5 separate regions of the Mus musculus genome follow, and regions 1, 2, 3 and 4 are each linked to region 5. The links are chromatin contacts, called in public HiChIP or PLAC-seq and promoter capture Hi-C maps. All regions are on one chromosome and are shown on one strand. Each heading gives the region's core, a stretch centred on a gene start, on an enhancer-like site or on the middle of the called end of the contact. The rest is flanking DNA. Distances are from core to core; before and after follow the strand shown. Region 1 overlaps Tmem131 (transmembrane protein 131). Region 2 holds the start of Vwa3b (von Willebrand factor A domain containing 3B). Region 3 has its middle 49 kb from the start of Lonrf2. Region 4 holds the start of 4930439A04Rik (a long non-coding RNA gene). Region 5 holds the start of Lipt1 (lipoyltransferase 1).

What was found. Promoter capture Hi-C pulls out the DNA fragments that hold promoters and counts their contacts. HiChIP or PLAC-seq counts read pairs in DNA pulled down with a chosen protein or histone mark.
Region 1: a contact with region 5 is called in a promoter capture Hi-C map of embryonic stem cells, with 2.3 times the contacts expected there. The contact joins the enhancer-like site here to the promoter of Lipt1 in region 5. A contact is called at or near these places in 4 of 39 promoter capture datasets (the HPC-7 cell line, cranial neural crest, embryonic stem cells and 1 more) and 4 of 115 datasets of contacts at active chromatin or transcription factors (acute myeloid leukemia, astrocytes, embryonic stem cells and 1 more).
Region 2: a contact with region 5 is called in a promoter capture Hi-C map of liver, with 4 times the contacts expected there. The contact joins the promoter of Vwa3b here to the promoter of Lipt1 in region 5. A contact is called at or near these places in 1 of 39 promoter capture datasets (liver) and 1 of 115 datasets of contacts at active chromatin or transcription factors (bone marrow-derived macrophages).
Region 3: a contact with region 5 is called in an H3K4me3 HiChIP or PLAC-seq map of the 230-238 cell line, with 11 times the contacts expected there. The contact joins the enhancer-like site here to the promoter of Lipt1 in region 5. A contact is called at or near these places in 2 of 39 promoter capture datasets (the 3T3-L1 cell line and pre-B cells) and 6 of 115 datasets of contacts at active chromatin or transcription factors (the 230-238 cell line, T-cell acute lymphoblastic leukemia, astrocytes and 2 more).
Region 4: a promoter capture Hi-C map of liver shows a contact between it and region 5, with 3 times the contacts expected there. The contact joins the promoter of 4930439A04Rik here to the promoter of Lipt1 in region 5. A contact is called at or near these places in 2 of 39 promoter capture datasets (hippocampal neurons and liver), 1 of 115 datasets of contacts at active chromatin or transcription factors (embryonic stem cells) and 1 of 9 other capture datasets (embryonic stem cells).

What each region holds. Positions count from the first base shown.
Region 1 is chr1:36,899,908-36,905,380 of GRCm38.p6, reverse strand. All of the region lies in intron 1 of Tmem131 (transmembrane protein 131), which reads left to right. Among named protein-coding and RNA genes, the nearest start is that of Tmem131, 37 kb to the left of the region's middle. Within about 2 kb of position 1,785, at least 54 of the 459 cell types and tissues checked have an H3K27ac peak or open chromatin away from gene starts, as enhancers often do. A contact at or near this core is called in the HPC-7 cell line and embryonic stem cells, where this site is marked.
Region 2 is chr1:37,027,892-37,033,333 of GRCm38.p6, reverse strand. Vwa3b (von Willebrand factor A domain containing 3B) reads right to left here and starts at 4,021. Exons shown (of 28, transcript NM_001370828.1): 1 at 3,906-4,021.
Region 3 is chr1:38,784,134-38,790,326 of GRCm38.p6, reverse strand. No RefSeq gene overlaps it. Among named protein-coding and RNA genes, the nearest start is that of Lonrf2, 49 kb to the left of the region's middle. Within about 2 kb of position 4,401, at least 8 of the 459 cell types and tissues checked have an H3K27ac peak or open chromatin away from gene starts, as enhancers often do. A contact at or near this core is called in the 230-238 cell line, where this site is marked.
Region 4 is chr1:37,331,987-37,337,739 of GRCm38.p6, reverse strand. It overlaps 4930439A04Rik (a long non-coding RNA gene), which reads left to right and starts at 3,508. Exons shown (of 4, transcript XR_003947777.1): 1 at 3,508-3,676; 2 at 3,906-4,095. All of the region lies in intron 1 of Inpp4a (inositol polyphosphate-4-phosphatase, type I), which reads right to left.
Region 5 is chr1:37,869,569-37,875,113 of GRCm38.p6, reverse strand. Lipt1 (lipoyltransferase 1) reads right to left here and starts at 2,895. Exons shown (of 2, transcript NM_001037918.4): 1 at 2,789-2,895; 2 at 1-250. The coding sequence starts at 249. It also overlaps a transcript of Mitd1 not described here.

The sequences.
Region 1 (5,473 bases), core at 536-3,035, 970 kb after region 5:
TCCAATGCCCCACTGGCTAGCTGGGCCAGCAAGAGCTGTAGCCTGCTCTTCTGCCCTCATGCCCTCAGGGCCAGCATACCCACTTCCCCCACCACCAGGGTCAGCTCTACTGTGCTGCCCAGTGAGATTCGGGGTTCATTCTCCCAAGGGCTGCTACCATTGACGGGTGGGACCAAAAAGTTTATTATTACTGTAACAGTTGTGGTAGCAGTAAGGACACTAGTCACCTTTGTAACCAGCACTTCTCACATGGCATACTTAAGTGAATCTACTGCACCTTGATATGCCTTGTAAAAACACATGTAGCTATCTAGTGTTAGATTTTTTTTATGTCTACATAAGTGCCTTTTCTTTTTGTAAATGTTTTTTTCTTCCCCTATCTTTCCCTGTTCCCCCCTTCTGTAGCAAGAATTTGTAATCCTCCCCTTCAGCCTCCAGAGTGTCGGGAATTACAGGTGTGTTATACTATTACACCTGGTCTAAGCTTGTTTGGAATAATTTCAAACGTTAGAAGTGTATGGGGAGGAGCATGCTGGGCAAGTAGATGACCACAGTTGGCAGTTCCCTTAGCGGCTTTGTTTGCGCCTCACTTCCCTCACCACACATGCAGGCAGTATTGACAGATTGTATGGGCTGTGGGCTTGGTGAGCTGTGCCTTGCCAGCATGAGACTATAAGTCACTCACTCCCCAGCACTCATGTAAGAAAGCCAGGCACAGTGACACACGCTTGTGATCCCAGCACCAGAGAGGCAGAGGCAGATCTGGAGCTCATTGCCAACCTGGCTTATTTGGTGGGCTCCAGGCCAACGAGAGAACCTGTCTCAACAACAAACACCCAAGGTGCATGTCTCCCGAGGCACACCATCTGAGGCTGGCCTCTGGCTTGCATGTACATGCAGACAAACCCATACAAAAAGAATTTTTACACATAAAAGAGCTGTTAAGTATGAAGTTCTGGGATATACATTATCTTACCCCATGCTTATATAGTATTGAAATGCAATTAAGGTAGATTTTATAGAAAAGATTTAGAAAACAGAACAAAACCTGGTGCTGTCCTTTTGTTGTTGACTTAAAATTTTGAGAGGCTTGCGCTGCCACTCAGTGGTAAAGAGCTTGCCTAACAGGGGCATGGTCTTTAGTTTGAAACTCACCACCAAACAATGTCATCCCACCCACCCTCTCTCGAGATCAAACAGAACTTCCTTACACATACTTGTAATCCCAGCACTTGAGAGGTTGAGGCCCGAAGATCATGATTTCAAGGCCAGCTTAATCTACAAGATGAGCTCTTTCTTAAAACAAAAAAGCAAAACAAGCAAACAAAAACAAAACCCCAAGGGCCAGTGATGTAGTCCAAAGGCAAAGCGAGCTGGATTCGCTCTACCTCTTGGGTTCTGGTCGCCTGCTCCCAGAGAGCCACTTCCTTGATGAAAAGTTGCTGCAGTGTGTATGCCCGGGCAGGTGCAGTGTGTATGCCCGGGCAGGTGCAGTGTGTATGCCCGGGCAGGCTGTGCTTACAGGGGTTTGCTTTCTGACCTTGGCTTTTTTCAGGGTTCATATATTCTCTTTTTACTCATGGTCTTGTTTTAAAATGGAGAGCAGTACAAGGGGGTGGGAGTCGTGGGTGGAGTGTGTGTGTGTGTGTGTGTGTGTGTGTGTGTGTGCGCGCGCGCGCGCGTGTGCCTGTATTGTTTTGAGACAGGGTCTGTAGGCCTGGGTGGACTAGAACTCATCCTCACCATGTAGAGCAGGCTGGCTTCTCTACCCATTCCTCTGCCGAGATTACCAGTGTCTGGCACTGTGCCCCATGACTGTGTTGTCAAGGCTCTCATTTGTACCAGTGGGAGGATCCCCTCCAGCCCTGAGCTCACACTGTTTCTTCTGGTTCTTCTGCATCCTTCAGCACTTGTGATGTTCTCAGCTTCAGCCTCTGGTCCTCTTGCTGTTGTGGCTTCCAGGGCTCTGCTGCACAGCCAAGCTTGTGTAAACTGCAAAACTAAACTTTTATTTCCTTAAAAGACAATGATTATTTGTGTTTCTTAAAAATGAAATGGTCAGAAGATTTAAAGTTCTGGAAGGCCTATGATGTCATGTTGGAGTTACAGCAGGTGATGGGCATCAACAAAAGCTCTGTACTGCCTGAGGGCCTCCTGCTCACCACCTCTGTTCTCAGGCCTGGCCTCATAGGGCTCTGCAGGGTCTAGGGAGACATAGGAATACGCTCGCAGCCATCCTCGGTCAGGGGAGCTGTGTGCTTTGAGAATTATTCCCAGGGTCCGTTTGGAGCCAGCTCTCTGCAGGTAACAGGGATGTGTGTGCGGAGGAACAGCAGCCAGGCTCTCTCTCTGCCTCCTTTTTAGGCTTGTTGCTGTGTCGCAGTGTTTTACACCAGCAAAACAAGGCTCAGTCTTTAGTAAAAATGTCAGAAACTTTTCCCTAATAGTTATTTGCCCTACAGGATGAAATCGGTTTAGATTAAAAGCAAACCTGAAACACCTTGATCTCTCTGACCAATGTTCCTAGGGTCCAAACTTTCTATAGATAGACAGCTCTGTGTCAGATCAAAGCTGTCCAGGTGGAGCCTCACAGGGACTCAGCGTACAGGTCACGTAGACAGCTCTTTGGAAGTGAACCTTTGAAGGCCTGCCAGGCCTTCCTGCCTCCCTGGTGACTGCCAGGCTGGTTCCCACTGTGGAGGTGACTGGTGATAGAGTTGCCACAAAGCCAGAGAGAAGAGAATGGGAGAGGAGCCAGGTAAATGCCACCAGTTCCGCTGGGTATTTTTGGTGTCTTTTAGAATGTGAGCCAGCACTCTTTCAATTGTTGGTCGCTTTTTGTGAAAGAAAGGCTTTCCAGAGCTCTTCAATGATACCATTTTCATACTCGCATCAAACCTTTTGAAAGTCAAAAAATACTGTCAAGTTAGTCTGTGTGTACAGAAAGCTGTCCTGAGATTTTCATAGGATCTAATGAAAAGATTGGACATATTTACATTTCTCAGCCAATGAGTATGGCATGTTTGCCCATTTAGACCTTTTATTTGTTTGTTTTGTTTTGTTTTGTTTTGTTTTGTTTTTTCGAGACAGGGTTTCTCTGTGTAGCCCTGGCTGTCCTGGAACTCACTCTGTAGACCAGAAATCCACCTGCCTCTGCCTCCCAAGTGCTGGGATTAAAGGTGTGCGCCACCACTCCAGGCAGTCCATTTAGACTTTTTAAAAGTATTTTTCCATCGGAAAATATTTTCTAAACTTGTTTGGTTTCTTGCATGTAGATAGTGCCCTTCAGTTTCTTTCAGCCCCTGTCGTCATTGCTCTCGTCCACCCCTTGCAGGTCCCGCCAAACTCTTTCCTCCTAGCAAGGCCGTTGTCTCCCACTCCCCGCCCGCCATGCCCATGCCCACGTGCACCATATCTTGTTGCTTTGTGGCCCACCAAGTAGAGTTAGGGCTACTTTCAAGATGGGTGGTGAGCTATTACTGGAGCAGGGCAGCTTGCCAGTAGCTGCATCACTAATTATGGAGGCTTTGGTTTCCTTTGTCATCTTTTTGTAGATTTTAGTATATGTGTGCTATACAGCACCTAAGTATTTCATTAAATTTGGATAATTTCTCACATATTTATGTTAATATATAGAAATATGATTCTATTTGGGGGTTGAGTTTGTATTTGCAAATTTGCGAAACTTACTTATTCTAAGTAATTCACTTTTTCTTTTTTTATCCCTCTTTGTTATTACAAACACAATTATCTAGTCTGCAAATGGAGACAGTTTTATTTCTTTGGGGAAAAAAGTTGTTTTAGTCTTCTTGTGTGCAGGGTTTCTGGTAGTATGTTGAACAAAGTGCCGTCGAGAGCCTGTGCTGCACAAGCCCCAGAGAGTGCACTGAAGCCTTGCTCAGGGCCGCCTGAAGGCGAGCTTGGGGCAGTCTCACCTCCCCACCTTGCAGACAGTTCTGCTGGGAATGAGCACAGGGTTGTTCAGGACTCTTTCAGTTCTTCTGACGATCGAGAGTTACATGTTAGGATGGTTGAGTTCTAAGTTTTGAGACAGTTTGTATACCTGAACAAAAGCCTTGGTTATTGCATGGAATCTATCTGTCTACATTGCTAGATTCAGTTTGTTAATATTTTGCTGAATAATATGTTGTATACATTAAAATTAATTTGTTCTATAGATTGTTAAGTAACATTTAATTTTACACTTGTAAGTATTTTAAGATACATAGTCTGGTAACATTAGTGTTACATAGACAGTTGCTAGGAAACCATCAGTATCTACTTCTAAAAGTTTCATCACCCCTGAGACTAAATAAGACTAAATATTTGTTAAGCAATTAACTTACCCCCACCACCCAGTTTCTAGTACTTTTATATCCATTAATTTGCCTGCTTTAGATACTTCATGTAAGTGGAATTAGAATATTTGAACTTGTGTATCTGGCTTATGTCCTGTACGTAATGTTTTCTGACCCATATTTCCTGTTTCTATGTTTGTGTTTTTGTTGGTCCATTCATTTTTGGTGGACACTTTGACTATTCCTGCTTGCTTGGTGACTTTGGGTCTTCTGTTAGTCCCTTCCTTAGCAGGCAAGGAGCCTACTCACCTCACAGGTCTGAAGCTGCTGTTGTGGGTGGTGGGATCCGTGATTTTCAAAGCCACTCGAGTGCCACACGGTGCCGCTTCTGCCCCTGCTGATTCAGCTCCTGGCAGGGTCAGGGAGGTGTAACAGCCTAAGTTTCTGTGTGCTGGTGATTCTCCTGGTTAGGGTGCTAAAAGTAGTGGTTTTCAGGAATTCATTTTATATATTCTAAATTAACTTTATTGATTTTCAAATGTTAACTAAATACTTTAAGGTCAAGTGAAAATTAAATTATGACATTTAACAGCTATAAAGCTATTCTGTAACACATTTTGGTTTGGGCATGTTCTTGCTGTGTAGCCAGCGCAGGTCTCATATCCATGATTTTTCTGTCTCATCCTTCATAGTGTGTGATTGCAGGGGTTCACTGGAAACGTCTATTTATTTAAGTTTTAGATGTATTAAATCCTGTACATACTCATTATATAGGATTACATATTGCATTTTAGTAAACAATATAGAGAATCGCCTTTCTTTAAGAAGATGGCAATGCTGAGGGTTTTGATGTGGATTTCATACCCTAGCTATGTGCATATGTAACAGTTCAATCTCGTGCAACAATTGATGGGTGGGCCCGCAGGGAAGTGAGCGGTCAGCACTCACACTGGGACCCTGATCCCAGTGCTTATGGATGAACTTTACGGTAGCACAGGTAACCCAGGCTCACAGATAGTCACTGTGCTACAAACCCAACACAGTAGACCATGTCTGTAATCCTGACACTCAGGAGGCAGAATCAGGAGAATAGCAAATTTAAGGCCCGTGTGGGCTACTTATAGAATGATAGTCAAACCTTGTCCCAAGAGTAGGGGGTTAGGAAGATAGCTCAG
Region 2 (5,442 bases), core at 2,772-5,271, 840 kb after region 5:
ACCAACACAGGGAGCTAACAGGCTGTCTCACAATCTTATAGCTGATAGAAGGGCTGACTAAGAATCTGACCCAGGCCCCTGCACTCTCCAGCCTGCCCTCTGTGACTGTTATTACAGTAGGAACAAACACCCACAGCACCCTGCTTTTGCTGAGGAACCCCAGGCCTTGAAACTTTAAAGAACGTTTTCATAGGTTCTGTGATAGTCAGTGAGCAGCAGGATCCAAGTTCTAAGCCAGTCTTAGCCAGTCTGTTACCATTAGAGCCACCACGTGCACTCTAGTATGCCTCCCTGGTCCCCAGGCAAAAGCACTAACCTTGAGTCTCATAGCACAAGCTCAGCTGCCAGCTGTTAAAGATAATGATTCCATGTTGATGGTTTTGGGAACCTGTACTGTCCACTGAGGGTCACTTCCAAAGGTCTACAAATCCATAGGGTTGGAGACACTCTGCCCTCATGACAACAAGGTTGGTTACAAGGCTCATTTTGATGAGTATGTGACAAGGTGATTTGAAGAGCATCATGATTGGGGGAAACATAAAAATCGAGTTCAGTGTGAGACAGGAGTGATGTTACATGCCTATAATGTCAGCACTCAGGAGACTGAGGCAGGAGGATTGAGAATTGGGGGGCCATCTGAGATACACGGTGAGACTGTGTTTCAGAAAAACAAAACTCAAAACAACAACAAAAAATCCCTAACAAACTTCCGCTGTCCTGCTACTATAGGAACTGACTTCACCCCTCTAGACTAACACACCTGTATGACGACATATCTGCCAGAGGCTGCTGCCAAGAACAAATGTACTCCAAGCACATTTTTGTGTGCATGTGTGTGCACGATGTATTGGTATATACATATGCATGTGAGTGTGAGTGTGTGTGTGTGTGTGTGTGTGTATGAGTGTGTGTGAGTGTGAATGTGTGTGTGTTTGTTTGTGTGTGCATATGGAGACCAGAGGCCAAAGCTGGTGGCTTCACAAGTCACTCTCAACCTTACTGTTTGAGACAGGATCTCTCATTAAGCCTGGAGCTCACTGGCTGGCTAAACTAGCTAGCCACGGCACTACAGGAAGCCTCCTGTATCTGCCACACAAGGCTGGCATTGCAGGTGGTGCCACTTCGCATAGCTCTTTACACAGGTGCCGAGGATGTAAACTTGGATGCTTATGTTCCAACAGCAGGTACTCTACTAACTGACCCTTCCCCACCCCTCCAAGAATTTTTCTAAGCCCTAATATCCAATTCTACTGGACTGTGAAGTTTAGAACATATCAGAGAGCAGACAAATATGGCTTATCCTGCTTTTAGAGATCTGTCTACGGAGACAGTAGCAAGATCTGGCCTCTGTTGTTCCTATAGAAACAAGAGAAGCTAAGAAAAATAACCTGGCTAATCTCTCTCTTCCCACAAGCATACCTCCTCCATTCTTCTCGCTGGGGGTATTTACTTGCTTTAGATTTTTAAAGGGGAGGTTTTTATACAAACTTCCCTAGTAAGGTTTTCTCACAGACTTTCATAACCGTAAAGACTGGTTAGAAGACTCATGCCTTTGGCTTTCAAGCCAAAGAAAAACATTCTTTAATTTGCTTACATTTTCAGTTAAATTGAAATGGACACATGCTTGGATCCTTTACAAAGCAATTGAATTCTCCAACTTTGTGACAACACAAGTCCCAGCCTCTATGGGGACTTGGGTGACTTTTTTAAAGTTAATTTTTAAGATGAGACTGGCTTTATCAGATCTGAGAGGATGTCTGAGTCATTCAAATTCAGATCTTTGCCTTGGGGGTTTATAGCCTGAGGATACTTAGAAAGTGAAGCTGCAGCCAGAGAATAAGAGGAAAGAAATGGAGAAAATGTGTCTCCCAGCAGGGAATGAAGAGCTAGGAAGCCTGAGGATTGGAGACTTCGATGCCTGTGTGGAGACTGTCTCCCTTCACTAACCCTCTAAAGCTACCTGAGCAACTCTACCTTTTGAAAAGTTTGCATTTGTGTCTGTATGTCTGTCTTTTTGCCATATGTGTGCAGCATCCCTTGGACTCTCTGGAGTTGGAATTACAAACAGAGAACCAAAATTGGGCCCTCTGGAAGCACAGCTACTCTTTTTAACCTTGAGTGTCTCCCCAGCCACCAAAGCCTACTTTTTGCTTTGAGGCTTCATCCTTGTAGCCTCAGACCCAGGTCTGTCCTCTCTAGACTAAGCAGAAGTTTGGTTGCTACCAGGACAAACTACATGAATGCCCCCGCCACATTACTGTATAACAGGCACTACCTATACTATTGAGATGGATTAAATCAGCCACTCATAGCAGCTGAGAAAATCCTGATTGTTCTCAAACAAGGCAAAGATCGGGTCCTAGAAAAGTTATGATCAGGAAGTAGCTATCCTTTTAAACACAAGACACATTGTTTTCTGGGTGTGGCTATGCTATCTATTTTCTGTGGTTACTTGGGAGTTTCCTCTGAGGCAGAGAGGATACATACTGGCAAGGTCTGCTTTATAGTGTGCAATAATGTTACCAGTGGTAAGGTTTTTGTTTTGGTTTGGGTTTTGGTATTTTGAGACAGAGTCTGACTACATAGCTCAGACCAGGCTTGACCTTGTGGCATTCTTTGCTGCAGCCTCCTGAGTGCTGGGATTACAAGTATATATACCACCACCTCTGGTTGTCCGCAGTCCTAAAAACTTGGAGTTGTCCATCGAGCCATTGAGTGCCAGGGACAGGCAAAGCTCCCAGGACAGCAGGAAGATTAAGATGGATAAGACCTTTCATCCCAACACTTAGGAAACTGAGGCAGGAGGACTGGGATCACGCTAAGAGCCCTTCTTTGTCGGCTGCTATGCACCTGCCCATAGTGAGAAGCCAAGAACAATCCAGTCACTGTTCTTACAAGCCCTGGACCAGAGTCTAACTTAGACTCTATTAATTCAATTTGGATCCTTGGTAAACGTATGATCAACACCTCCAATCTTCATCCTTGCTAGTTTCTAAAAAAAGAAATCTGTGCATGGGGGAGGGAGGGAGGGAGTAGTATGGAGGGGTAGGAGATGGGGAGGTATGTTGTGGGAGTTCTGAACTCTGATTCTTCTGGGAAGAAAGGAAGCTGGGATGAAGTTCCCTGATGTATCCTGTTACAATTCTTAACAGTCTTATTCTTTCTATCCTTAAAAGGCAAAGCTAGGCTAAGAGCATCGCCTCAGATAAACGTGGGCAGGGTTAAGGGATTGAAATGGTCTGTGGGACACACTGTTGAGAACAGGACCAAGAATTGAAAACTGGGCTCGTGGGGTGGGGGTGGGGCTGTTAGGTCATCGCCGAGAAGAAAAGAAATGGAGAACTTCTGAGAAGATTAGAAGAACAACTACATGAGGTTAAAAGTCCATATTAGAAAGTGAAAGTGATGTGAATGCCCCCAAAAACCAAGAGGCAAGCAGAGGCTTTCTCCAGACTCAAACCTTTCACTCAAGAAGATCGCTTTGAGTTTGGATTGTTAAGTTTTGATCATTGCTTCTCAGAAATGAGTTTCTAATATACTGATCAGTATGCTATGTCCTCTGACTAACTTTGGCCTCTGGATAGACAAGCATTAGGGAGCTGAGCTTCTGCAAAGAGTGGGGGTGGGGGGAGAGCCCTGGGTAAGAAGGGCTCGCACACGTCTGCGACTTTGACTCTGAAATCCAGCTCTCAAGTGGGTGCGGCCTGGCCACTGCCCTTTCCCAGCAGAAGCGAGGTCCAGCTCGGAAATTACAAACTTGTTTTTTCCCTCACACAACCAGTTGGAAACCTGGAAGATCTGGTCTAGAAGGATGGTATCCCCCACTTAGTAAGTAATCTGTCAGTTGCGAGGCCAGGCGGCTTGCGTGCGTCAGCGACCCTCCCACCCTCCAGGGCCTCACTAACCAGAGCAGGAGGTGGGCGCGGCCAGCATCCCACTGCTGGACAAGGCTGTGACTCCCCCTGATGCTGGCGAAGGGTCCCCGCCTCGGGCACAGAGTTGCGGGAGTCCAGTTTCTGTTGACAACCACATCGCTGCAGTTGCTAAGACACCGCCAATCACAGCGTGGCTCGGGATCCGGCCCCGCCCACCAATGAGCCCCTCAGAGGGAGTAAAGAGATGATGGGGACTGCGAAGAAACTGGATGTTGGTGTTGCAAAACCAATTTGGTCCACCCGGAAAGAGAGCAGCCTAAGGCTCGTCCTCTGCGCCTGACCCTGGGAAAGTTGACAGCGGCAAATATTAGAGATTAGGTTAACAAATATTCAGATGGGCAGAAAAGCAGACGACTGCCCGCTGAAGGAAGCCTGTTCTCTCGATTTACTTCCGGCAGATTACCGCAGCCCGCGCCTTTTGTTTTGATTTCTCCCTCGGTATTATAAAGAGATCCTTTCTTCATTGCGTCTTTAAGGGAAGGAAACCTAGAGTTGGAGCGGTTCGTTACAGGTGCTCAGCTAGAAGGGGTGGTCAGATGAGCGTTCACAGTTTTGCCAGATTGTAACTTTGGACACAAGAGCTGCCAGGATCAAAAAAAAAAAAAAAAAAAAAAAAAAAAAAAGATTGTGAATAAAACCTCCTGGAGAGGAGGGGGGAGGGAAGCTGTGTCCGCAGAGACTGATTTTGACTGATTAGAATTTCAGTTCTGCAGAGAGGTTAGAATGTTGCTGTTCTGAAGGCTAATTGCCTTATCTTGGGCCAGTTCTAACCCCTCTTGGAGAGCCATTCCTTGCCCACTTCTGTGACCAAACTAACCTCTTGTGACTAAAAGATAGACGGACAACTAGCCTCCACCAATCCAAAGGCTAAGAATGTCCCACAGCATCTTGAAAAGCTTTCCCCACTCTCACCGTGCCTGCTTCTCTGGTGTGCCCTCCAAGGTACTTTAAATTTATCATGATTTGTGACTTTCTTTGTTCTATGAAAAGTTCATGAAACTGCTTCCACGTTGGAACATGGAGTTTGGGGTAAACTAAATCTGTGTTGTACAGGGCCACAGCTATTCAAAATGGCTCCAGAACAGGCTTGCTTATACCCTCTAAGCTGAGAGCTGTGGTTTTTGCAAATCTACAGGTAGTACTCCTATAGGGATTCGGTACTGCACTCTACCTAATGCTTATTTAGTCTTGCCTTACAAGCATACAGATGGCTCAAAATGCAAACCTGCCATTCTTCAAGCAATCACACTCACACAAAAATGTGCTTATGAAAATCTATAAGTAAAAGATTCTATAAGGGCTGGAGAGATGGCTCAGAGGTTGAGAGCACTGATTATTTTTTCAAAGGTCCCGAGTTCGATTTCCAGCACCCACATGGTGGCTAACATCTATAATGAGATCTGATGCCCTCTTCTGAAGTGCAGGCAGAACACTGTGTACATAATAAATAAATAAATAAATAAATAAATCTTTTTTTTAAAAGAGTCTAGAGTAAGCCACATGAAGC
Region 3 (6,193 bases), core at 3,152-5,651, 910 kb before region 5:
AGAGCTGGCTGAGCCACAGAGAGCTGCCTTGCCTGTGGTCATTCTGCATTCTGAACAGCTCACATCTGAGCCTAATCAATATGGGTCTATCAAGGCTGGGCTCTGCCTGCCACGGGCCATCACCGAGGGATCATTCTGGTGACTGAGCTTATTGATGGCCTGGCATTGTGACTTGACTGCTCCCTTGACCCACACCGCCTCCCCTTCCCTTCCATCAGTGTCAGTTCCAGGGGCTCGCTTTAATAACCATTCTGCGCACCAGAGTCCATCTGGTGCGCTCCAGCTGTAACATCTTTCCCAGCTGCGGAATGTGCAGGCTGCAGCCTGTGGTGAAAACAAAAGCTAGTATCTATCTGAGCAATGCCTACTGGCCGCATCAGAAATGGAGGGGAAGCAAAGCAGTAAACAGTGCTCCCGGATTGTCTCTGCTGTTCCTGTCTCTCGATTCCTGCCTTTGAGCTCCTGCCTAGGGTTTCCTTGAGTATGGACTTGTAAGCTAAAATAAACCCTTTCCTCTTCAAGTTAGTTTTGGTCAGTATTTAAATACAGCAACAGAAAAGCAAACCGATATATCCTCCCTCTACTGTTTGTCAACATCTGGAGTCCACATGGGTTCCCAGTCTTTACATATGCTCATCGATGCTGGAGATTCATGCAGGGTCCTCAAGAGAAAAAAGCCAGTCAGCCTTTCTAGACTGTCTGAGGGGTGTCTAGGGGGAACTGACCAGTCTGTTTTGACTGCTGTTTACCAGGTAGGATTTGGGATTGGATGTTGTCTGGTGTAGTCAAAAGCAAAGGAGGCTCAGCATCCAGGTGTCCCTGGTACAAGGTGAATTTTGAAAAGTGAAAGCAGTTACAGGTATGGCTGACAAGAGCCAGTGGCCACTCAGAAGAGTTCATTGTGGCATTTCTTGCCTGCCCCATGATCTTTAAAGGTAGCATTTCCCTTTTGCATGTGGCCCCCTTTGAATTAATCCTCACAGCCAAATCAACAGAAAGTCTGAGTGTTTGTTTGTTTTTGGAGTTTGTTTGTTTGGTTGGTTTGTATGTTATTTTCTTTTTGGTCAAAGAGAAAGATGGGAGACAGGTGACGAGAAAGGAGGGGAAAAGGAAGAAGTGAGCATCTTTTCAATTAAGTTCTAGTGGGAAGACAGATGAGTAGAGAGGTGTAGCTTGTGCCACCTACTGGAAATTCTGAGGCACTGCAAGGGCAGAAACCAGGGTACTAGCTACAGGTAAGATTTGGATCAAGTAAGATTTGGATGACAAGTTTGAGCTAAGATTCCACAACAAAAGGCTTCACAGTGCTCGCCCAGACCTTCCCAAGACAATTCCCTTCCTTGGAAGACATGGGCAGACTTGCACTTCTGATGGAAGAGGTTAGTTTGAAAGATCTGGTCATAACGACAACTCCATTTTCCCAGTGGGCTACATTGTTAACGTGCCATTATTTCTGCTTAGTCTCCAATTAACAGTATGTCAGAGTCTAGCTGTGAGTTCTCTGTCCTACAATCTCTTTGTCAGTCAGCTAACACAAGGGCTACAGGAGATCTCAAATTTTAAGATTTCTTGGGTGAGTCCTCTTGGGAAGCCAATGATATACGTACCTTAAATCATATCTTCTATCAATTCATGTGTGTGTGTGTATCTTCTATCGATTCATATATATTCAACCACCTCAAGTGATATTTTTAAAATATTGGACACAACTGTACAAACAGACAAGATGGCAGACTGCTCATTATTAATCAACACTGTCTAGATTCAGTCACAAATCTGCCACAGGAGGGCTTCTCCTTGAGATGAGAAGAGCAGCAGTTGAGCAAAGGAAAGAAAGGGTTTTTTTTTGGGGGGGGCGGGGGTAGCCCTTGTCCTCCTCACAAGGAAGGTTTCAGAAACGTTACAGGCCAGTCTTAGCATCTGTTAAGAACCCACACATATGACTCTTACAGGACACACCGCAGCCGTCTAGTCTGGTGGGATCTTGACCGATTGCATTTGCCATTTCAGAACTGAGTCCTACAGACCCAAGGAGAAGTGGTTCAGAGTTCACTACACCTTGTCTCAGGCAGGTTTTATTTATAGCCAGAGAAAGGGAAGTGAGGGACAGAAAACAGAAGGTGTGAACGGATCCCACTAAACCACCTACCTATGTTCAGGGGACTTAACGTTATGTGGGGGAAGGGGGAAAAAAGACCCTTTCTAAGCTGTGCCAAGCTCAGCAAGTGTCCGCAGCAGCCACATGCAATCCTTCCCTGTTCCCATGCACTTCGTCTGGGTGGTGTTAGCAGAGGCTTCCTTAGTGCTTACACTTGTATGTGTAAATGGGGGTATAGCTTCAAACAATACATGTAGACCCCCCCAATTCTGTCCCCCATCTCCACCTCCTGCATCTACAGGTCACACAACAGTTCCCTCCATCTCACCTGTCTCTAAGATGCAGGGAGGGTGTGTGAAGGGCTGGGAGTGAGAGCCTACAGGGCAGAAAAAAAGAATTGAAGGTCAGCCATCCCCAAGCACGACGTTTACATCCCCTCAGCAGGGCCTGGAGGGATGTGCTCAGACCACACTGGGCCTCACAGTTGCATGCCAGGGAGACACTGTCCTACAGGCTCAACACAGCTTTGTAGGGAAGAAATAGCTGTCACACTCTGTAAGTTGCTGTGCCTGGCAATAGCCACATGGGGTCACTGTACTCTCAGGAAAGAAGGAACGTCAGCTGCGATGTCTGTCTGGACTGGTTCAGACTGGGAACCAGCTAACTGGCTATGGAAGAGATGAGACCTTCTCTTTCCTGCAAAGATGAGCGTCTATGGTCAAGTCCACCTCTGCTGTTAGAAGAGGAGGGCCTCAACATGGTGGACTTTGAACCAGGAGGCAACCCTCTGAAGCGTTACTCTATTCTAATGACGAATGTCATCTAGTCTAATGACTAAAATTCCCATACCTTCCACATTGGCTCACAGCTCCGGGAAAGCTACTGAGCCTCTCTCTGGAAGGAAATGATTATCCAATAAATCAAGGTAAAAGCCAAGGAATAGGGAAACCTGGGTGGTAAATCAGTTTCTGGCTCGATCAGCTGGAGATGGTGTCAATGAACCATCCTTTTAGCTGAGCAACCTTGAATGAGCTGCCTGGAATCCAGATCCTTGCTTGCCTAATTTACACACTAGAGATTATAACATACACCTTGGTTTGGAGTCAATGCATACGATACCTATCAGGTAAAACATGGGGTGAGCAATCTGCTTTTGAGACTATGGGAAGAAGACAGGGAAGAGAGGCTCAGAGTAGCCTAGGGAAGGCAGGGGCAGAAGGACCACCAAGTCCTTGGGAGATCTCAGCCTCCTTCTCAGGTGAGATGTGGGCATAGGAGTGGAGCTTCTGAGAAACTAAACCCAGTGAGAGTCAGAGAGGCCCACACCTCCACAGTGTGGGGACCCCAGGAGCTCACTGAAGCACGGCCTTGAATGCTGGGTGGTGCTAACCTAGTCTTTGAGGATACATCCCATGAGGTCTGGAATTACTGTTCTTTGGTGCTTGGTCTAAAGCCAAAGGAGAATTTCCATTTGGTTTGGAACTGTGCCTTGGGGGTGTCCAGCAGAGCCGCCCCTACCCCAACTCTGATGTCATTGCTTCCTGTTCAGCTCATGAACAGCTCACGTTCATTGGCTTCATTTTTGCCCGCCAGTGATTTCGTTTGATGAATTACTGGGCTTGGCACTAAAGCAGTCTCTCAAAGCCTGGGCCCCACACCAGCAGCCTGGCATCATCCAGGGATTCACATGGGCCCCTTTCACAACTTCATCACAAGGTCAGGGATGGAGACCAGCCAGCTAGTGCTGACACAATGTGTTTCAGAGGCTGAGACGCACTGCCGTAAAGGAAGGGGTCCACCAGGGTCCTACCAGGGTCACCCTTCTTACAGTGGCCCTTTGATCCTTAGCATCCCCGAGGCTACCTTCCCCACCCCCCTCTCCCATCCTCTCTGCTCTCCCATCACATCATCTAGCTGTGGGATAGCCACAGGTTAACCAGGCATAATTCCCGCTGGTCCACAGAAAATGAATGTGGCTCTTCTCAGCCTTCTCCCTTAAAGTGCAAGCTTTCTTAGGAACTGCTAAAAACAGAAGAATGCGCACCATAGGCCAAGACAGCTCCAGATAATGAAGATGGGAGTGTATAGCTGATGATAATGGCTGCCATTGATTAAGCCATTATCAAAGGGGCAGCAATAATGGGGACAGCCAGGACAAGCCACAGCAGCTGGCATGTGTGGCCTGTTCAGAAGCCTGTGGGATTTCCAATTATTGTTGCACTTCACAGAGGAAGGGTGGCATGGAGTCTGGGAGAGTTAGGCAGCCTTGCCTACATTCGTACATTGGGGATAGAGGGGGCCAGCCTTTTACCCACCCCAGGCAACCTTGCCCTGGGCTAACATCACCCCAGCTCCTAGGGTTTTACAGTGCTCCAAAGGAAGAGGATCCTTTAGTTCTTTAAGGCTGAGCAGATATATACCTCTTAAGATATCTGGATTATCATGTCTACTGAGCGAGCATTCTCCCTTAAGTCTGAGGTTTATACAGTCTGTGAAGGTGAGTTGAAAGACAGGCTTAGTGGCCACACTTGGGAGCCACATTGGAGCATCTTTGCCTCTCTGTGACTTGGGAGAAATGTCCCATTCCTTCTGGGGTTGCTGTGAATTTGGGTATGATATGGGTGCCTCTTTGATCACAGGAAGCCACAGCATCCGTCTTTCTATGGCTCTATACTCCAGAGGCCTGCGGTTGGGCAGCCCTCGGCCCACCCCAGCCTCCAGCCCTCTGATACTTTGAGGTCTTGGTCTGAGACTATCTTCCTGGAGAAAATGGGCAGTTCTAGTCCTGGGGCTGCTTGGAGCAGACCTCTGAGAGCAACCCCTACCCCACAGCACGGCTGGTCTTGCCCAAAGTTAGGGAGTTTGGTTATGGGTATTGACTGCCACCTCCTGTGGGCTCTGCCAGGCCACAGCCACCATCGGAGCCTTCTGTCATGGAGCCTGTGGCAGCAGAGCCTAGGGCAGATTGAAGGGAGTGGTGCACTGGCTCAGATCGGAGGAGCAGCAAACCTGTCTGGTGCACGCACCCTAGGAAGGACAGACTCTGACCTTGAACAGTTGTCCCAGGCACCTTCCACCCATGAGGACATTTCATTTTCCCTCAGTTCACTGAGAAAGAGTTGGTGGGAATCTGTGGTGTTTGCAAATTTCCGAGATCTGAGTTCCAAGCCTCTGCTGTGGAAGCTCCCTACATGGTCACCCTTGATGACACGGCATGGGGTACCCAGCTGGTCTTAGGCAGGGCTAATGAGGTTGCCAGCTCTACTAGAGCAAGCCACGTCCCTTCGAGGTCATCTGCTCTGGACTTTTGGCCACCTCCTTATTCTTACACCCTCAACAGTGATGAGCACAGCGCTAGAGTTTGTACCACACTCTGCCTTGGACAGGTGGTCACTTTGTCATTTCATTGGGACACCTGCAGCATGACGGTCTCTTCCCAGGGCACACACCCATCTACTCAAACCAGAAAGAGAGCCCACAAGAGACCAAAGGAATGATAGTACCAACGTCCAACTTGGTGCGCCAGTGGTCATTGCCAGGAGTGGGGCTGGGGAGGGGGGGTGACTACCAACAAGTAGCAGAGCTACTACAAGTAGCAGAGCTAACTGAGAAGCAGCAGCCTCACGGAGAAACCACCCCAACATGGTGGCCATTCATGAGAACTAGGCCCCTGGAGCTCTGCACCACTCGGGCAGCTAGACAGTCAGAGAAGGCTCTGCCCTTTAGCTCATGGTCAGAACCTCGCTCCCAGCAGTTGTTTATGTCTTTTTATACAGCCCTGGTGGGGCCTCCTGAGACGTCCATGTTTTATTTGCCCAGACCTGTTGCCCTTTGCATCTAGAGCCTCCCTGCTCCCTCCTGAAGGAAATGGTTCAATTCTGAGGAAACCAACTGCCATTACAACAGCACGTCATGGAGAAGCCTCTGAACCAAGATTGAACCATGGTGGAGCCTTCCCTGCATTGAAGGAGTCCAGCCAGGTGTACCCACACGACTGTGGGTACCCAGGTACAGGTGGGTAACCAAGCCTGTGCCCATTTCACACATGTTTGGCGGAGCCTTGTTGGCCAGCATTTACAAGTGGAACATTCGAAA
Region 4 (5,753 bases), core at 2,259-4,758, 540 kb after region 5:
TGGCTTTGTGCAGAGTGCTGGTGTTTTCAGTCTTCACATCCCGTTGTGCTTACTCAACAAAACTGTCAAGTCACTTCTCACGAGGGAGAGACAGGGAACGTGGCTCCTTCGTTCAGAACGACTCCTCCATGATATACAGGATGCTGAGTGAGGTGCTCTCCTTGACTCACTCCAGGCTTCACTTCCTCGAATGGAATCTCTGTTCTCAAACCACTATGTTAACAGGTGACAGACAGATGGCCAGGATCTCAGCCTGGGGCAGGGCCTCCAACCTACAAGTGGGCTCTAGACAAGCTCCCTGGAGTTGAGTCTCTGCCACCTGGAGGTTCAGCAGGAGGAAAGAATGAGCCAGCGCTCCCGCGCTGAAGCCACGGCCACTGTGCTTACTGACACAAGAGATTTTCACAAATATGTGTCTCCTCTTTTGCTGTGTATCTTTTAGGACACTTGCCAGACATTTTAACTGAGAGCTTTCTTAAAATAATTTTGAAGCAGGGCAGAATGGTCGGGACAACTAAAGGGCACGACAGCCTAACATGCCATGGTCCCCTTAAACAACAGGACTTCTTCACATGCTCTTAGCCTGTCTCCCCTAGCAGGAGCTAAGCCATGCACTTAGAAAGTCATGGTTTTGATTTTTTAAATAAAGCCACTCAGACACAAGTTCTACTTTACAAGTAACTTGTAAAGTATGAGAAAAAAACTGTCCTTGTGTGAAGTGTGTACTCACAGGTCCTCAGGCAGCTGGAAGGGCAGACAACCACACACACCCTTCATAAGTAAAAGCTCTCAGGAAGCTCCAACAGAGGGCTCTTTTCAACAGGGGCCGCTCTCTGAGGAGGTCAGAAAGGTGCTAATTACATTTGTGAGAGAGTAGCCAGTATTTTCTTAAAAGCTAATATTACACCGTCCCCAGGGCAGAACCTGGTACTCACATCACAGAGAGCTGGGAAAGTGGGGCTATCAACTAACCACATCTATCACAGGCAGTTGGAGGGACCCCTGAGGCTGAAACTCTCGGTGATGCCACTGTCCACAACACCAGGACAGACAGACATAGGGAACTGGCTCCCACGCATACTTGCCCTGACATGCAGGAAATGCAGAGCTAGGCTGGACCCTGATGCTCCTCCATCCCCAAACTCTTCATCTATGAGACAGGAATGATCAGTAACTTCCAAAGTCAATACTCAGCATATATAGCTGCTGTGACTCTACACAGAGGCCCTGGTAGGTTCTATGTTCCATATGACTGCCTCTACATGTGAATGACTAATGCTGGAAGGTCCAAGCTCAGACAAGGTCTTTGTTCCTTGTACAGGTCCCACGAACACCACACTCCAGGGTCAGCTTTGGCCTGTGCTTCCCCTGGGACCTGACTGTGATCAGACAGAACCAAGCCATCTTTAGGAAGGTCCAGAGTCTCCAGTGTCCTGCCCTTGGAACCCTTTTCAGATGTCCTCCTAGTCAGCTGACAGAACAGAGTGATGAGTAAAACAGAAATAAGTGACAACCATCTGTTATCCTGGGCCTCCAAGAAACAACAGCTCAGTAAAGCCAACTCCCCCAGGCATGAGGCTGTTACCCAGGGGAACATCTGACCGCTGCTTCTACACAGTCTGATCCAGTGTGGCTAGCACTCTGAGGGCAGAGCAGCTGGACTGGTTAGTAGACACTAGCTGGGTAAGCATGAAGACTTTGGCACACACCTGTAACCCCAGTGTTGGAGACGCAGACACAGGAGGATCCCTGGAGGCCCTGCATTTCCAGCCAGTCTGAGTCTTCAAGCACTAGTTTCAATAAGAGATATTCTCTCAAAAAATAAGGTGGAGGTTTGGAGCGACCACTCAGCAGTTATGAGCATTTACTGATCCTCCAGAGGACCCAGACTCAGTTTCCAGCATCCACATGGTGGCTCACAAACATCTGTAATTCCAGTTCCAAAGGATCCATGCCTTTTCTGACCTTTGCTTGCTCCTCATACACACACCCATTATAGACACACTCAGGTGTACACATACACACACACACACACACACACACACACACACACACACACACACACTATTAAAAGCAAACCACACTTCCTAGCTTGCTTTTCCTGTTGTCATGATAAGCATCATGACCAAAGGTGGAGAGGAAAGGGTCAATCTGGCATATGCTTCCAGGTCACAGTCTAGCTTTGAGGGAAGTTGGGACAGGAATTCAAGGCAGTAACCGAAGCAGAAACCGTGATGTTTTGAAAGCTGCTTACTAGCTTGCTCTGTTTGCTTTTTTTGTACAGCCCAGCCCATTTGCCTAGGCATGGTGCTGCCTACAGTAAGCCCCCCACCACTACCCCCTCACTGCCCCACCAGCAATCATGAAGATAATTCCTTACAGATAGGTCAATCAGGAGGAGGAAATTCTTTAACTGGGGTTTCTTTTCTTTCTCTCTTTTTCTTCATTTTTTGGGGGTTGGTGAAAGGCTCTAGTTTGTCAAGCTAACAATAAAAACCAACCAGCATACCATACTAGAAAACAATACATTAGATCCTTTTATCTTAAGAACTACTCTGAAAAGACTCCCAACAGTTGACAATAAGAGCACAGACTCCACCCTACCCATGACTAGTGTGTCCCCAAGTCCCCCCACCTGGGCACTGCTTGCTGCCTATTTGCCCGCAGGGAGGATGCCTGTGGCTCGGGAACACAACCACGCAGAGGGCCCATCTCTTGAGTTATATATGCCAGGGTCGTATTAAATGCACCTGGCTTTCTGTTCTTTTCTGTCTTCAATGCCCCCCCACTCTTGTCCACTGAAATGTGCCAGTGCTTCCTGGCTGTGGGGCAGAGAATCTAAGCCTCCCAGAGAAGTAAGTGTGAAAGCTCTAAAGAGAACAGGGATAGGACAGACCAGGACAGAGGGGCTTATGTCTGCCCCCAGCCCACCCTGTGCGAGGTCCCAGTTGGGTGCTCATGAGGCTCTTCTGACATGGCTGTCACCATACTACCATGTCAGTGGTCAGCAGATGCCGAGATAGAAACCTTTCCCCAAATCAAATGTGTGTGCCACCTGACTACATTACATTCCATAATACGAAATTCTCCAAAGGGCACAAAGCTCATGCCCCTGCCCCAGCCCCATTTTCCTTTTGGAACTACAGCTCGGTTTTCATTAACTGGGTCTCGACTGCAGCTGGCTCCTGACAGGACCTACTATTCCTACCATCAACCTGTCTGACCCAGTTTGAGTTTTCTTCATTTATTCCCATAAAAGAGAGAAATATAACCTCATTTCATATCCCAGTGTGATATTTTAATCTAGGAAGCTATCATTAGAACGCCTATCTCCCTTGGAACATGCTTTTGTTTTGTAAGCAGAAAGAGTCCACACATTGTAAAATAGTAATTTCAGAAAATAAACCAAAACATCTCCTGACACACAAAGGATACACCAAGTTCTGACTATGATGTAGGCAGAATCAGGCCCTGTTCCCTCCTGTGCCCACTGACAAAGGCAGCAGCTGTTCTAGATTCTAGATTCTGGGTGCTAACAAGTGAGTGGGGATTCTAGGGCAAGGAGGTGTTGAGTCCTAATTTCACACAGGACAAGAGCAGGAAGAAGGCAGCCCAAGGATAACAAAATGTCAGAGCTGACAGACCAGAGATACCTGTCACACTTCTTGGATTAACTGTAAGTTTCACCTCTGCATAACCACAGGCAGGGCTTGGGGTCAGGATTCTACCCTAACCAGCTTCATCTAGCTGCCTTTACCAGAGTCGTGTGCTCTTTGTCCCTTGTGATAAACAGCAAGGTCAGAAAAAGAAAATCAGTACAGAAACCCAGCCCCTTATGTAGATATTGCCGCTTCCTGGGGGTGTGTACACTGCTCCTGTGTCCAGCCTTCTTTCTCCATCTCTAGTTTCCAGCTCAGCGGATGGTACCACAGCTTTCCAGAACAAGGCAAAAAGTGAGGAGACCTCCCTTCCTGTATGAGCTCCCACTTCCCAACAACCTGACAGTCCTTACAGGACCTTCTAGGACCAGATCCTTCTCACCAAGGCTCACACCTTGGTCTCCACTACATCTGAAGAGGTTACAAGGAATTCTGGGTAAGTGCCATCACCCTGCAGCTTTGTAGACTGTCCTCTACCTCATTCCCCAACAACCATGGCGATGTACAAAGACATTAATTACATACCAAAGAGAGGAGGATGGTCAGAATTTCGTGGCTGTATAAAGCTGGATATATAATTATACATGAAACACCATGTCATGCAAGGACAAAACTTAATTCTTTAAGATCCACCACCTAAACTCCCACCTAGTAATGAGTTACCCCTACTCACTGGTGCAGCTTTGGCACAAATGCCATGGCTGGAACAAGTTACTTTCTAAGACTGCTCCATGAGATGGAACTAAGACCTGAATCGTTAAAGGGGCCAAGAACCCAGGGCTAAATAGGTCATAGGCCCTAGGGAGAACCAAATACTATATTTTGCTTACAGGCATACCATTAAAACAAATCCCATTGAACAGATCATCTCTCAACCATCATTAAAGAAGTTCCTCCTTGCAGTAGACGGCAATTAACATAGAGAATAAGAGACTATAGTGTGCTCAGCCCTAAATTAGACATACTTGCCACACCCTTCCCCCAAAGTTCAAGGCTTCCGTTTTCATGGAAGAGGGGCCAGAAACAGATGACATCAGGGAGACAGTGTTTCCCATACACAGCTGGGCAACTGCACAAATGAATGCACAGCTAGTTATTGTGACAGTGTGCACAAGGCCTGCCAAGCTCTCCCCAGACAAAGTCCTGGCACGGATGGTAGAAAGTGGGCACTGGATCCCATCCCTAGCTGAGGAGCTACTGGTGTCGAGAGCTTCTGGGAAAAAAGAGTCAGTTTTGTTAATGGCCCTCATAAGGTGACAACCACTTTCCAGGGCAGCCCCACTCCAGAGCCTGGCTGGGCAACACTGAACTTACAGAAGAAATTCGTTAAAAAAATTAATAATAATATTTCAAAGTTATGTAGGAAGGGATGAAAGGGTAGAGGGTGATTACAGAAGGAGCTGGGGTATGTGAATATGTTCAAAATATATTGTATGAAATTCTCAAAGAATAATACATTTTAAAAAAATACCCAGCAGTGAACAAATAAGGAAAAAGAGGGAGGCAAGGATTTGCTTTGCCAAAACTAGCCTGGGACAAATTCCCCCCAGGCCTCTATCTAGTCCAGAGGCCCTGAATCTGCAGGGAGATTCTAAACCACTATCAGCAACAGTGTCTACAGACGGTGTTAAAGAAAGCTCCCATGTAGTACCTGAAGGCCCCGTGTGTACACTAACCACTTTGAGGCATCTTCCTTTCAAACAGACTGTAGAGACTGTACAGGTCAGGCCTGGTCCTTAATGTACTTCTGCTCTGCACCCTTCCTGATGCTCCTCCTGAGGTCCCTGTCACACATCTGAGGTCCTTACAGTCGTCCTAAGGACTCTGTGGAAGCCCAGACCTGCCTGTCCAAGCCACCTAGCCCCTCCCTGGACTACTAAAGGCACACAAACTCTCTGCATCTGTCCCCTCAAACAGGATTCCTGGGAGGATGGACAGTGCACTCTGTCCTCCAACCACACTCATCCCTGACAGAGGTCTGCCTTTACCCTTCTGCTGTTTATATCAGCATCCATACATGATAAAGCAACCTGCTAAATCCAAACTGGCCTGTTACTGAGGCTGGCCACCAGTGTGTACAGCATGCCCTTCCCA
Region 5 (5,545 bases), core at 1,646-4,145:
TTCCTGCCACGGATTCTGATGCCTGCCGATGACGACAGAAGGAGAATTTCTCCAAAGGAAAAGAATCGGCTTGCCTTCTAGATGTATGTGGTCGTGGATCCAGTCTTCAAAAGCCAGATTTTCATATACATCATTGGAGATCGACTGTAAAATGAGCCCATGTGTGGGTGGGCTTTTAAAGCCAGCTGCTGGGACCTTGTGCTGACAAAGTAATCGGAAGCAATTCTTCATTGAAAGTGGAATTAGCATGCTTTTAAAAAAACAAGACAAAATAAGATAAGTTAATTCAATAAAAAAAGAAAATCAAATTATATTCTTTGGCTATTTGGTAATTATACAAAACTTATCAAAGGGTCCAGACCTTCTTTTCATCTTTACCCTTAGTCTTTGGTGGCTCTTTAATAGAGTGACCAATGGAAAGCAATGAAGATAAGCTTTAGATAATTTCAACTAAACTGAAGTCAATGATATGGAGTAAACACATTAAGTAATGTATAGCAAAGCCAAATAAATTAGTTTGAATTCACAATATATTTTCATTGAGGAAAAAAAATAGATTAGCAAAAGAAAGAATCCAGAATCCTACTACCTGGAGATAGTTAATTAACATTTTAGTATAAATAACCGTTATTGCTTCTGTTCTTATGTATATACCTTTACACACACACATGTCCCCCTGATTGTGTAATGGTACTGCTAGTTCTATCATTTTCTGCCCCCCTGAGATGAGACTTTACTATGTTACCCATCTGACCTTGAATCCCTGGGTTCAAATAGTCCTTTTGCCCTAGCTTTAACTAGAATATAGACATACACTGCCATTCTGGCTTTCACTTATTAAATTTATTTTTGTCTGTGTCTCTGTGTATGTGTTTGAGCACACATTTGTGCATGCACAGGTCAGAGGTCAATGTCCAAGAGTCCTCTCACTCTCTACTATATTCTTTGAGGCAGGGTCTCTTACTCAACCTGAAGCTTAGTGGTTTTCTGGGCTCACTGGCCTAAGGTCCTCTTCTTGGGTGATCCAAGGGAGAAACATCAAGGATTAGGTGTCATGACGTCTCGGATACTAATAAACTAGAATGTGCCCATTGAAGTTGGGATTTGAAAAAGACCTTGTGACATCCTCTCCTAAGGTGACAATAGTCACACTTATTAACATATATAGAGGTTCAGGTAAAATAGTTGCTTTTACATTTTAATGCTTGCTTTGCAACTAACTGAATAGCTTTAGACCGGTAGTTTAATCTCTATCTGATCCAGTTGCCTTTAACTGAATTCAAGAGCACATGAGATGAACCTAAATAATTGTGATTTCAAGGTCTTCTCTTCCAATCCATTTTTTTTTTTGACAGTTTAACATGTCTTCTTTCAAGTGTACAAGGATTCCTAAAAGATATGTCAAACTGGAGTTTACCTTGATACATTAACTATGGTCCACAATTAACCAGCCAATGGCTGACAGAGTCTGCAGTAACTATAAGGCATGCTTTGTCCTTGACAGTTGGGATTCATCAGTGAACTACATAAAGGTGACAAGAGTCACAGGGAAGGGAGACACATTGCCAGAATAAAGACTGTAAATCTGTGTGAGTCATGTTTAAATAGGACTACTAAAATAGTTACACGTGAGTCATTTTAAGGAGTTAAACTAAATGATTATTATGTATCGTATCACAAATTATTTTAGTTATCAGAACACAATCTCCCCACCCTCAGACACGATGAGTGTGTAGCCCTGGATCTCCTGAAACTACCTCTGTAGACCAGGCTGACCTTGAGCTCACAGAGATCTATTTGCCTCTGCCTCTGGGTTGAAGGCCTGACATACCTTCTGAGACAGACTGTAGCTGACAGACAAAATGAAACAATCTAACTTTTGAAAACCTGGTAGAATTCTGTTTCTACAGTGTTACTTTGCATAGCGACCCACACCCATATTTTACTTTTTTAAATGAAAAACTTTTTATACAATGCATTTTGATCACGTTCCTTCCTCTCCCCGTTTTTTTCAGATCCCACCACCTCCCTATCCACCCAACTTTATGTTCTTTCTTTAAAAAACCAAAACCTATGAAAACTAAAGTCAAAATAAGTAAAAGATCAACGAGACAAGACCAAAAAAGAAAAAAAAAAAAAAGCCCGTGGAGTTTGTTTTGTGTTGGCCACCTACTCCTCTGTAGGCGCCTGGGCTAGGATGTGGTTGATATACCCAACTACACTCTATTTTAACAGCTTTAGCTGAGCAAGGGATGGAACTCACTCAGTCTAGGTTTGAACTGTACCGCCGAGCAATCCACCCCCAGCTCTCTGCTTTCATCTTCATTACTGGTGTTATAATTATTTCCTCAGGAGGCTCTTACTTCCATGCTCTGGGAGACACTTCTGCAACTGCCAACACATGCTTCTCCCTGACAGAGTGTAAAGCAAGACCTAACTACAGGCCTACCTTCCTCACAAGGCCTTACCAAAACTATTTGCTATCCTCCTAATAACGCGATCCAAACCTGGAAGTGATTACGAACTTTTAAGCAAGCTTTACTCTTCGGGAGCAGGCACGCGACTAGCACTGAATGTCTTGTTTAGTTTACCCTACGCCGTATTAGAAATCAACTGTTCCCAATAATGAAATTACGTCCGGAGCACCAGGTGTAATCTGCAGAGCTTTCAGAACCAATAGGAGGGGCCCATGGGACGCACGCGTGCTCTCCGCAGCACCCACTCCTGCTCAGCGTGTGCCTCCACAACCCGCAAAGAATTCACTGGAACTGCTTCCGGCTTCACTCACCTGCCACTTCCGGTCGCGCCCGCAGCAGCTTTTTCTGCAAATTAAAACTCAATCAACCCACGTGGAACCCAGAACACTCAGCCCTCTAGACGCAGTTGCTGGGGAGTCCTCCCCAGCCCCGCCCAAGAGACCCGCCCTCAAGAGGCCACGCCCCCGTAAAGCTCGCCCCCTGGATAAGCCACACCCCCAGGAGGTCGTGGCTAAGCCTGAAATAGAAGCAAATATTTTTAAGGTTATTTCCTTCAGGCCAATGCATTTAGAACTAGATTCATTGAAAGGACAAAGTCCACTTACCAAAATATGTAAAGACGAGCTGGGTGATTCCTATGCTGGTTTCTTTCAGCAAGAGTTGGCTAAACTGTGTGGTCCAAAATGGTCTGTTCACACTCAGGAGGTGCTGTCTAGCTGCTGGGGCGGTTCGATTCAAGGCACTTGGAAGCGCTTCAACCGCATTCCTATGGCCCCAGGAACAACAAAGCCAGACTAGAGTTAAGGAATGAGATCACGGACCCACTTCTTGATGAGCAGAGCCCAAAGAATTTGTGGTCATTCCTCGCTCTTCCACAGAAACCAGTCTCTCCTCCTTCAGTTAGAATGGAAGCCTCTCCAGCCTTGCCTCCTGGTACTGCTAACGCAGTAAATGAGCAGAGTTAATTCAGGGTATATAAATTAGCTGCACCACAGACAGGACTCCTGTCTGTTACTGCAACTTTGATGAGATCAGTCTTCAGCTGGATGGTATTATGAGGGTGGGAAGGGATACTTTTCCATTCGTCATTGTAGGAATTTTGCTAGTTATCAAAATAGCCCCACATTGTGTTGCCCTTAGTAGGGCTCCTAAATTAGTAGTCTGCTTCTATATTGTATTCTTTGAAATCTGAGAAGGGACAGTTTTTTTCTGTTGTTGTTGTTCTGTTTTGTTTTTGTTTTTTGTTTTGTTTTGTTTTAATTTCCTTCAATGACCTTCCTTCATTCTCCACTGTCTGCTCTAAGATGTCTGTCTTTGGACCAGTTATCCTCTTTTTCTACTTCTTCAGCTTCTCCACTGGAATGTCCAATAACACTCTAACCTGCTTTATAGTCCTCTGGTGATGGCAATTCTCCTTTCCTGCATTTTATTCTGTCTCCTCCCCCGCTCCCAATCCCCAAGACAGGGTTTCTCTGTGTAGCCCTGGCTGTTCTGGAACTCATTTTGTAGACCAGGCTGGCCTTGAATGCACAGAGATCCACCTGCCTCTGCTTCTGGAGTGCTGAAATTAAAAGTGTGCTCCACCATGCCTGGCTCTGTCTGCTCTTCTTAAAACTTCTATTTGAGTGTGAGTTAGGGTCTCCCCCTGTAAGGCAGGCTTGCCTGGAACTCGCTATGTGGACCAGACTGGCCTCACAGAGAGCTTTCTGCCTCTGCCTTCCAAGTGCTGGGATTAAAGGTATTAGCATGGGCTTCTTTCATTTAATCACCATATTAAGGCTGAGATAACACACATTATACAGCAAATCAATCTGTATGTATGTATGTATGTATGTATGTATGTTACAAAATGTATTAGTCAGGGTTCTCTAGAGTCAGAGAACTTATAGTCTGTCTCTCTATAGTAAGGAAATCTATTATGATGACTTACAGTCTGTAGTCCAACTCCCCAACAACGATCAGCTGTGAATGGGAAGTCCAAGGATCTAGTAGCTGCTTAGTCCCACAAGGCTAGTAGATTCAAACAGTTGTGTTGGCAAGTAAACACAAGCAGGCAAAGAGAAGCGAATCTTCCTTCTTCAAATGTCCTTATGTAGGTCTCCAGCATGAGGTGTGGTGCAGATTAAAGGTGTGTACCACCACACCTGGATCTGGGACTTGTTTTGTCCCAGGCTGACCTTGAACTCAAGAGATCTCCTTGCCTTAGTCTCCTGGGATTCGTAACCACTATGCCTCAAGATCTCCATGCCAAGATCCAGGTCAGAAACTCATATCTCCCAGCCTCACAATGTGGATCACAGGTGAGCCTTCCAATTCTGGATTGTAGTTCATTCCAGATATAGTTAAGTTGACAACCAGGAATAGCCAGTACATAGAATGACTACAAAGGGTTAAAGAAACAAGGCGTTTTAGGTCATTTCAAAGAGACCTGAGAGTCCAAAGCTAGAAACTGACAAAAAGGCAAAGGAGCTGTCAGATACAAAGCCAGCTTAAGTTTTTTTAAAGGGATGTGGCTACTGCTACAGAGTCAGGCTACGGGGTCAGAGTTGAGCTGCACAGTTGAGTCCAGCTGCAGAGGTGAAAGGGCAGGACCTGGTCCATAAGAACAAATAGGTGGACAGATAGATGCAGATCTAGGTAAGCAAACAGCCAGGCAGATGGTAATTTGAGTAGCCTGTGTTAACAAGCTGGGACAAGGCAGAGCAGAAGCCCCTGGGAGAGCTGGGAGTTGTCAAGTTCTCCCACAGTCCCACACCGGATGGTTAGTGGGGCCGTCGATCAGTATTACAGTCATAGTCTCTGCCGTCTGTGGGGTCCGAGTTCCATGGCCTATGTATCTAATATGTTCTCAGGCACAGTTTTCCTGGTGTTTCATTACGTTTTTACTTAATTTTTTACGTGTGTATGCCATGGAGGTCAGAGGGCAACATGCAGGAGTTGGCTCTATCTATCAGATGGGTTCTGAGGATCAAACTCAAATTGATCAGGCTTGGTGGCATGTGTCTTATTTGCTGGGCCCACCTTACAGTCCTCTGATATAATTTCAATACAGTTGTGTGCTCTTATCA